Linked DNA regions of Triticum aestivum: region 2 is linked to region 1. Evidence: chromatin contacts called from public Hi-C data. All regions are on one chromosome and are shown on one strand. Each heading gives the region's core, a stretch centred on a gene start, on an enhancer-like site or on the middle of the called end of the contact. The rest is flanking DNA. Distances are from core to core; before and after follow the strand shown.

What was found. A called contact is a pair of places that touch in the nucleus more often than the background predicts.
Region 2: a Hi-C map of leaf shows a contact between it and region 1, with 4 times the contacts expected there. The contact joins the promoter of LOC123104801 here to the promoter of LOC123104800 in region 1. A contact is called at or near these places in 2 of 5 Hi-C or Micro-C datasets (both in leaf).

Annotation. Positions count from the first base shown.
Region 1 is chr5A:563,609,733-563,615,004 of IWGSC CS RefSeq v2.1, reverse strand. LOC123104800 (trihelix transcription factor ASIL2) reads right to left here and starts at 2,174. Exons shown (of 2, transcript XM_044526699.1): 1 at 27-2,174. The coding sequence starts at 1,071.
Region 2 is chr5A:563,768,259-563,773,530 of IWGSC CS RefSeq v2.1, reverse strand. It overlaps LOC123104801 (cyclic nucleotide-gated ion channel 17), which reads right to left and starts at 3,151. Exons shown (of 7, transcript XM_044526701.1): 1 at 2,845-3,151; 2 at 1,643-2,153; 3 at 815-1,027; 4 at 104-408. The coding sequence starts at 2,903.

The DNA of each region.
Region 1 (5,272 bases), core at 925-3,424:
TAAGTTGGATGTAAGTTGGGACTAACCATTTTCGCCTTTCTTGGCAAGCGTGTCCGCTTGAGACGAGCTGCCGCCATTCCTGCTGCCTACGCACTCCTTGAGCCGCTTGGCGAAGAGCCTGGCGATCTGCAGCTGCGTCTTGGCCATGATCTCCGTCCTCCTCAGCTCCATCTCGCCCTTCTTCACCTCGGCCTCGGCCCTCATCCGCTCCGTGTCCCGGTACACCTCCAGCCTGGCCCGCTCGATCTTCACGAACGAGCTCGCCAGCAGCTCGATGCTCCTCGCGACGTCCAGCTCCGGGCTCTTCCTCTTTCTCGGCGTGTCCACCTCCTCGGCGCCGTCGTCGTTCACCCCCACCTCCACCTCCTTGCTCCGCGGAGAGCTCACATTTGCGGCGTCGCTGTCAGCCGCCCTGCCGCTCTCCTTGTGCGTGGCCAGATCGACGGTCTTCTCGGCCTTCACCGTCGCGGAGCCGTTGGCGTCTGCGCTCAGTAGCTCGGAGAGCGCCCCGGGCGGCCCTGCTGTGTCCGGCGGCTGCTGGAGGGCGGTGTCTGCTTCGGCGTCGACCTCTGGCTCTGCTTTCAGGGGGGCTCGCGGCTGGACGATGCCATCGTAGCTCGGCTCCGGTTGCGCCTGCGGCTGGCCAGAGCAGCCGGCGGCCGGGCCCTTGAGCAGCCCGTCCATGCGGCCGAAGAAGCGCCAGGACGGGCCACCGGAGGCGCTGGCCACCCCAGCTGATCCGGCCCGCGTTGCGGCGGCGGACTCGGCCCGGTAGCGCTTCTTCATGGACTCGACCTTGTTCTTGCACTGGTTGGGGGTCTTGGCGGTGCCCCCGGCAGCGGCGCCGGGCTTGGAGGCCGCGTGGTCGGAGGAGGAGCAGTGGGCGGAGACGTCGTGGGCGATGTCGACCCAGTCGCTCCACTTGAGCTTGGCCCGGTTGCGGAGCAGCCACTTGGCCTCGTAGGCCTCGAGCAGGCGCGAGATGCCGCTCTCGCTCCACTCGTCGCGCTTCGGCTGCTGCTGCTGCGGCGTCGGCGCGGGCGGCGCCGCCCCGTCGGGGAGGCTGTCCATCGAGGCCGCAGCAGAGCAGGGAAGGACGGAACCACAAAGCTGGAACAGAGCTTATGCAGAGGCAGGGGGCAGTTGGACCGAGACCGTCTGACTCTGTCGGCGAGAAGATCCCCCTCCGGCGCGGGGATCTGCCCCTTAAGCTCAAAACCGGTTCACCAGAGCTTTAATTCCACTCGATTCTCGAAGCCGGAAGCCTACCGCGTGAGCGATCAGGGGAAGATGGTGTGTCCCTGAAGCTGGGATCGGAAAAGATGGCGCCTTTTCCTCCCCTTTTCCCAGGGGTAGCGAAAGAGGGAATTTCGGGAGGAGCTAACTTCCCAGATGGAGCAGAAAGGGCAGGCCGGCGGTTATGATGCGGCAGCGGGTGCCGTGTCTTTGCCGGACGAACAGCTGCGTTCAAAGCAGGCGCTGTGTCCCTCGTAACCCCATGGCTAGCCGCGATCAGGGGGGGAAGAGAAGCAAGAAAGAGCTTGGAGCGGTCAAAAGACAGTGGGGGAGAGGGCGCGGCGTCGTGGAGAAGAGTCAAGGCCTAGGCCGCGGCGGCAGCGGCGGCAGGGCGAGGGAATTTGGTTGGAGCTCGGAAAGAAAAGGGAGGGTGGCGGCCGGGGCCGGGAGGTGGGGCGGGGAAGGATCCCGCTCCGCTCCGTGGGGGAGGGGGAAAGTGGGGGAGAGAGGGGAGGGAGGACTCCGCCCGCCTGCCCGCGCGGCCACGGTTGCCAACTGCCGCCCGCGTGAGGTAGGCCCGCCACGGACAGCGAGGGCGGGAGGGAGTGGAGGCGCGCGCCGCGTCGGACCGCATTAGCCGACGGGAGCGGGCGGGGCGGGGCGGGGAGCGGGAGCGGGGGCTGGGGCTGGGGCGGGGGAGTGGGGCGTGACGCGCGCGCTGACCGGATCGGCGCGGCCCGGCGGCAAAACAAAGCGGATTGATGGATTCGTCGCTGTCGCTGGCGCGTCCGGCGGGCGGGCGGACGGTGACCCCAACCCCAACCGTGGTGGTTGGTTGCCTCTTCTTGCTCGGTGGGACTCCGCCCGCACCCGCACGCCGCGGTTGGTGGCGGACTGGCGTGCGTCTTCTTCCAGCCCCCTTTTCCCCTCGCTGCTCCCGTCCCGCGGCTTGCTTGCTGGAGCACTGTTCAACCAGTTGACCAGCCGAGCCAGCACCGGCAGAGTGGCAACTCAGCTCCAGGGACACCACCCAATCAGCTCCGGATGTCATGCGAGCATCAGATACCGTAAACCGGGGCATCCCAAATAATAGACGCCGGTTCACAGGACATGGCCGATTTTTCCGGCCCGAATAGACCCCTTATAATCGGCCATCCTGACTTTTTGATGTGGGATTCTGCATACTCGAGTCGTTTCCGTCATATCTACGAGATCCACACATGTTTTTGCCGGATCCCCTTCCCTTGCGCGAAAGCCATTTCCTCCAGCTTCCGTTCCCGCCTCACTCCCCGCCGCTGCCACCGCCGCATCTCCCCGCCGGTTCTTGGTACCCCCGGCTGCCCCGCATCGTCCATTAGCTTCGCCGTCCCGCGCCGTATCCATTCCACCAAATTGGGAGGCCGGGGAGCACATTTGTATCAGCGGGGAGCCCATTTGGAGGCCTTGTAGCCGGCGGATCCGATTTTTTCCAACGCCAGTGAGCCTCGGATTCACTCAAGGGATAGCCACACGCGCCGGAGGAAAGGGTTTTGGCTATCTTTGCTTCGGCCAGCGGGAAGAAGAAAGGGGTGGCCCGCTTTGCTTCGGCCAACATGGGAGAAGAAAGGGGCGGCTGGCTTTGCCTCAGGGGAAGGTATGTTCAGTGCCCGCCGTCTATTTTAATTCAATTTTGACAGGGAGAAATTCACACGTGTGCATTTGTTAGATGGATTGGAGTTCATCGTCGCCGTCTTCGTCGGCTGATCCGAACATATAAGAGATGATTCCGAACGACGATGTCGACAACCTAGTGTTGTTGCATCTCGTGGACAATTTTCATATGTATTGGGGTGATTAGAACAATTTGTTGTTGTAATAATTTTTCGAATTTGATCATTTGTTGTAATGAAGACGATTGTTGTATTGTTAATTGCCTTTAGAACCATTTATACTCATGTTTTTAATTTATATTATGATTCTATTTAGTTCGTAATGTTGAAAATCTTGAATTTACAAAGCTACAAAAATTTGCGGTACCGCAAAGCCTCCGGCGTGGAACAGATCTTGTAAACTCGTCTCGTAGAACATTTGTGGGACAAGTTTACATGATTTGTTCCGTCGGATGAGGGAGTCCTGGATTAAGGGGTCCTCGGACGTCCGGCCTGTTAGCCATGGGCCGGGCTGATTGGTTGTGAAGATGTGAAGACCGAAGACTGCACCCGTGGGACTCTCCTTGGCATGGAGATAAGCTTGGCGACCGACTATGTAGATTCATTTCCTTTGTAACCGACCTTATGTAACCCTAGATCCTCCTAGTGTTTATATAAACCAGAGAACTTAGTCCGGAAAGGGGAGATACTCACTATCATAGTCATACAGGCTAGACTTCTAGGGTTTAGCCATTATGATCTCGTGGTAGATCAACTCTTGTAATACTTATATCCATCAAGATCAATAAAGCAGGAAGTAGGGTATTACCTCCATAGAGAGGGCCCGAACCTGGGTAAACATCGTGTCCCCTGCCTCCTCTTACCATCGACCTTAGATGCACAGTTCGAGACCCCCTACCCGAGTTTCGCCGGTTTTGACACCGACATTGGTGCTTTCATTGAGAGTTTCACTGTGCCGTCGACGAAAGGTTCAATGGCCCCTTCAATCGTCAACAATGACGCTGGCCAGGGAGAAACCTTCCTCCTCGGACAGATTTTCGTGTTCGGCGGCTTCGCACTTTGGGTTAACTCGTTTGGCCACTTGGAGCAGATCGATAGCTACGCCCCTGGCCATCAGGTCAGGCTTGGGAGCTTGAATTACATAGCGGACATCCGTGGAGATTTGATCTTCGCCAGATTCGAGGCCGCGGTGACCGCTCCTGGCCACCTTGACGAACATGACTTAAATTTGTCGTCAGACCGCATCCAGAAGATAGCTCCGGTCACTACTCTGGCCTTAGATCCAGAGCACACTGCGGCGCCATCTAAGGGCTGGAGGTTCAACCCCACCACGGAGGCCACAGATTCCCCGGCATTGGAGCCGCACATGGACTTAAACTCACACAATATTTTTGTCACCGGAACCCCGGACTCGTCTCCGGGTGTAAGTCCCGAACCATGTGAGTCCACGGATGCCGAACTTGATCGTTTATCGATCTTCGAGTTCAGCGCCACAGACATCTTCCAGCACTCACCCTTGGGCGACGTGCTAAGCTCATTAAAGAACATGTCCTTGGCGGAGGACTCACAGCCGAACTATATCCGGTTCGAACTAGAAGTTGATGATAGGGAATTTCGCTCCCCACCCGCCACCCACTTTATAGGCACTGTCGAAGACTTAACCGACATGCTCGATTACGGCTCCGATGACATCGACGGTGTGGAAGACGATGCCGGAGAAGAAGAGGCCCAGGACCTGCCGTTCACCGGATGCTAGACGGCCACTTCCTCGTACGATGTGTACATGGTGGATGCACCAAAGGAGAATAGCGGCGATGACAAAAAAGACCCAGTTGAGGATAAACCTCCTAAGATACAATCGAAATGCCTACGTCAGCGGCGCCGCTCTAAGTCATGCCGCAGTAAAGATAGCAACACCGACACAGGAGAAGATAACACTCTGAAAGGTGCCGAAGACAACGAAGACCCCGTTGACGCAGCTACCGAACGGGATGAACGGGAAGATGGCCATGCACGAGGACTCAGAGGACAGTAATTATCTTCCACTCTCCGAGGATGAGGCGAGCCTCAGCACCGAGGATTTCATTGTGCCTGAGGAACCTCTTGAGCAGGAGCGCTATAAGCGCCAGCTAATAGCCACTGCAAGGAGCCTGAAAAAGAAGCAGCAGCAGCTTCAAGCTGACCAAGATCTACTCAATGATAAATGGACCGACGTCCTAGCAGCCAAAGAATACGGCCTCAAGCGCCCGGCCAAAAGCTACCCGAAGCGCAAATTACTACCTCAGTTCGACAACGAGGCGCCAGAACACATACCACCATCGCGCAATGCGGCCGACCGACCACCACGTAGATGGGACAAAGCGGCAACTCAAGTCGAACACTAGCCC
Region 2 (5,272 bases), core at 1,902-4,401, 160 kb before region 1:
AAGGTGACAACAAACACCAAATAGACCTGGTTAACCATATTCAAGACACAGAAACTTATGCACAATAACTCCAAAGTAACAGAAGATAATGATGGAACCCTACCTAAGTTGCAACAAGCCCCACCACAGACAATAGAAGTACTTCTCTTGGAATGAAGTTGAGACAGCACCCTTAGTCAATGCACTCGAGAACATTCCGTAATTAAATTTTGGAGGATCAGCAGTGGCATCACAGTTGTTAAATATCTGCGTTTTACTTTGCCACTCAAGATAACTCCTCGAACCAGTATTCTCGCAACTTATAAACCCAATGTTACAAGACGCATTGCTCGACTCAGCAAGGCACTGCTGATTCCAACATGTAATCTGCCGTTCAATGGAGAGAAGATAGTATATTGCCCCGGTAATCTGCAGTGATGCACACAGGTCAGAAATGACACTGAAGTATTTATTGCACAAAAGTGAGCAAAGAAATGCAAGATGATAGTGATAGTCTTCTGCTTCTAGCTCACATGCATGTCTACCACCAACAGTTTTGTCTATATCTTCAGATTTTAATAAGTAATAATGCATTCCAGGAAAACAAATACACATGAATTATTCTCTTTTGGCCTATTCCAGTTACGAGATGAGGTATGAAAAACCTAATGAACTGATATTTTAGGTTCCATATTTAGCAGAGGCGACTTCTACTTATCTTTCAGTTGTACATAGAATTACAAACTACATGAGCTGCAAATTCCCTAGAACTTTATTCTGAGTAGGTGACTAGGAATTGATTACACGGCTGAGGTAGTGGTTGAGGTGACCATACATGACTTGCAAGCATGTAGAGCAGAAGATTGTATGCTGCTCCTCCCCAGGCTGACTTTGCAACTACTCCGGCAGCTTTGATGATTTGATTGCTTAAAGGTACAACGAGATACATTCTTAAGACATACTGAACCAAAATAATAAGAGCATATGTAGTGTTTTGGATGTTATAATCTGAGCGTTTAATCCCAGGCATGATTAACCAAACAGTAACCTGCAAAAAAAACAGAAGATTCACATTATCACTGTAGATTTAACAATCAAGTAATAGATATTCAATATTTGGGATAATTAGTCGTCAAACAATTCAGTTATACAGATAAATTTATTTTGCATAAAGTTTGGCTGAAATAAGTTGGCAATTCTAGATTTCATAAACTCCTAACATTTACAAATTATCTAAGTGGCGATTAACAGATGAAGTACGAAAAGGAAAAAAGACCTATGGGATATAAGTGGCAGTTAACAGAAAATAAATCTTTTGGGTATTTTTTGACTCTTTGCAGAGGAAACCTAGTTGGGTCCACCTTTTAAAAGTTTCGATTTTCTGGTTAAATTCATGTGGTTAATGTAAAAACAAGAGGCACTGTCCAGATGTCTTGGTTTGGAAAGCGAATCAAAGGGAAAGAATCCAATAGGCTCAACTAAAGGCTTGCTGTTCAGTGCTCACCCAACGAACCATACCAATCTTTGCCACAAAGATGATAACGAATCAATTTAAGTACGAAAGAATATGGATATTAACACTGAAGCTGGAAAAGTGGAATATACTTAAGGTAGTTGCCATGAAAAATGCGACAAGTGCCGCAACAAGATTCGAGTTATTTACCTGTGGAAGTGGTATGGCTGCAAGTATGTCTATACAGAGATCTGATGTGACGTATCTTCTTTGAATCTTCTTTAGATCCACAATAAGCTCTCCCTTCCCTAGGACTCTGGACTTTGGGTCTACATATGCAGTATGGAACTTTATCGCAATGTTGAGCACATAAAACAAGTCAGCGAGTGTCCGCAGAACGGTCATAGTATTTCTCAATCGTTGGTCCTCGGCAACACACGAAACACCAGTGCTTTGGTCCATGACTCTGACAAATGGCAGGTAGTAGAAGAAAGGGTCGATGAAGAGCGCGAAGAGACAGGCCACCAGGTACACCCTGTTCCATGTCAGCAGCACGCTGCTTCTGGGGTCGAGGATGCGGCTGTGCCATGGCACGTTGCCCTCATTCATCAATTTGAGCTTCTCGAGGGTCTTTGGGTCTATCCTGTTGGCAGCGAATCTGTCGACCCGTCCGGCTTGAAACGGCATCTTGGATTGATCCTGCCTCTCATCGGGAAAGATCCTGAAGACAGAGTAGAAGAGCAACTTAGAGAAGTGCTAAAAACTGCACAACGTCGACATGGTCTGTGGATACTGAGAGCTCCCACAGGAACAGATGACAATAGGAGTTGTTCTCATCTGCAATCTCCTGGTAACTAGGTAGCATCGCAATGACATAATGTTTCATTTTGGTCCTTAATTCCTCGATGCACGGAAACCGGTAGATAAATGAAGTAAGCTGAGTCAAAAATATAGCCTATTTCACTTTTGGTCCTTAATTTCTGGATGCATACAAATGAGTACTAGTAGCAAACAAACATGCATATGCTAGAACATAGGGAAGCAAAATGAGCTCTCACGTTCCTATTCCCAGCTCCAAAACTACCACCACTCCCCAACGTACTGTACGCCTTGTCAAGCCTAAGCAACCAAAACTCGAATTCGGCTGGTTCGATCCCCCGAGGCAGCAACGAAGCAGACGCCGAAGCTAAATCCTGCCAACTCCAACTCACTACAACTTACTCCAACTCAAACCATGGCCAGAATCCTCCTCTCCCCCTAAGTCAACACCTAGTCCAAGCAAAAATAATCTAACGCGGCATCCTCGATCGTCCCAGGAGGGCCGTCCCTCCTCTTCACGGGCAGCGTTCCGGGGAGGCCCCGTGCCGCTAAATCCAGCCGCCCACGAGAGCCGAGAGAACGCGGGCACGCACCTGTTGGTCGTCCGCCGCTGCTGCATCTCCACCCCATCCTGGACCCGGGACCCAAACATGGCGTCCGCCGCCGCCGCTCCTCCGAATCTCGCGCGGCCGGTCAGGGGAGCGGGGCACGGAGAGCGCGGCGAAGCTGCTGGCGCTGCTGCCGGCCGCGGATCGCCACCATGCCACGACGAGCTCGCGCGCGCGGGTCCGGTGATTCGGCGGAGAAAGGCTGTTGCCTTTGCAGTTGTTTCTTTTTTTTTTTTCGGGAGAGGAAAGGTTGGACCGAGCGGACCAGACGACGGCTGCCTGTTCGTTCGTGGAAGTGTCTGCCGAAAGCTCGGGGTGCCCACACGGCCAAAAAATCCCTCACACTGGCAGGTGGGGTCCGATATTTTCATTGCAAGGTCAATCCATCCTTCCCCCTTCAGACCGACACAAATGCATGTCGATTTGGACATTGACACGGTCTCCATGATGTAGCTCTGACCTTTTATTGTTATTGAGATACTCCGACGACTCGAATGAAAATGATTATAAATCACAAAACATTGTTCTATTCGGGTCTATCCATATCGATTTCGCGGCAGCGGTGTTGGTCCGGTTCTTCATGGCGATGGAAGAATGTTTGACCGGCAAGGATCCTAAACCGCCTTACGCACACGACTGGATGGAGTGCTCATTCTTGGACGAGGGGTCTACCCAGGTGGATAGTACCATATGGTTGCAAAGTCTACTTTTGTCAGCGCATCTTGGTTCAAGCCCAACGTCTGGCTCAGTCATCATCATGCACCGCTAGCTTGTCGTGATAGTCCTCTCTCTATGCGTGGGGACTCTGATAAACTTCAGTCTAGGTCAAAATAATTATGAGGATGGTCTTGTGAGAGACAAAGATAGGGTTTGAATGGCAAATTGCACATGCAAAATTAAGTTCGGGAATTCAACTACTTAGTGTTTGTTCGGTTATCCTCACTCTTGCCGGGATCTGTTCAAAATCCTGCAAATCCACGTGGTTTTGAGTTAGCCCGAGTTTGGATCCATGGACTCATCGGTGGAGATCGACGGGGGAGGGGGAAGGCTTTGCCTAAGTCGCCTTGCAAGGGAGGGGGAGAAAAGCATGCATAGAAGGAGGGGCTACACACCGTAATTTTCTCCATTATTATTCAAACAACTCTACCAATAGACACATGTGAATTACGATTGTTCAAAGAGCAGCTTTTTGTCCCAAGCGAGGATCATTACTAAATCATAAGACCAAACAACACACATTTAATCACGAAAACACAAGTAAAACTAGCAATGCCAATATTCGTCAACAAGCTTCTCGCGAAACACTTTGTATATTGAAGAGATTTTTGTTTTGTATGATTCAGAAATTTCTCTCACGCGGTCTACCAGATTTCGTCGACGTGAAATGAGGTAAAAGACGGTTGCAGAATATGTGACCCTAATATCATGGTCGACAAGGTGGTCTTCTTCTTGGAGGAATGAACAACTGCTCCTAAGCATATTCAGGCTTTTCATCCGCCCCCCGACAAGGTCTCCTTGGACTCCTCCTGAGGATGGGTGGGTCAAGGCCAATGCTGACAAGGCAACACTTAAATCGGCGACAGAGGAGGTGATGGTGTTGTCCTTAGGAACCATAGGGCATCTTCATTGCGGGAGCATGACCGTTTTTTCCACCAAAACTAAGCCATAGTTAGCAGACGTCAAGGTGTGTTGCCGAGTGGTGTAGCTAGCCGAAGAGTTGAGCATAGACAATCTAGTGATGGAGACCGACTACCAAGTTGTGGCAGCCAAACTCAATCTAATGCGAGAGACTTTTAGTGTATGGACCTATGATTGAGGAAGTAAGGGGTAGGGGTTGTTGTCCTCTAAAGGAGCCTACAAGGTTCGATGGGTACGACGTTCGGCAAAAGCAGCTCACATTTACGCTAAGGAAGGTTGGGGCAATGTTGTGTAAGACATGGCTGCATGTACCCATTGTTGGGGAACGTAGCATGCAATTTCAAAAAAATTCCTACGATCATGCAAGATATATCTAACTGATGCATAGAAACGAGAGGGGGAGAGTGTGTCCACGTACCCTCATAGACCGAAAGCGGAAGCGTTAGTATAATGTGATTGATGTAGTCGAACGTCTTCGTGATCTAACCGATCTAGTACCGAACGTACGACACCTCCGAGTTCGGCACATGTTCAGCTCTCAATGACGTCCCTCGAACTCTTGATCCAGTAGAGGGTCGAGCGAGAGTTTCATCAACACGACATCATGGTGACGGTGATGGTGATGTGATCCGCGCAGGGCTTCGCCTAAGCACTATGTGAATATGACCGGAGGAGTAAACTGTGGAGAGAGACGCCGTACACAGCTTGGAACAATTGGTGTGTCTCCAAGGGGTGCCCTACCCACGTATATAAAGGAGGGAGAGGAGGAGGCCGG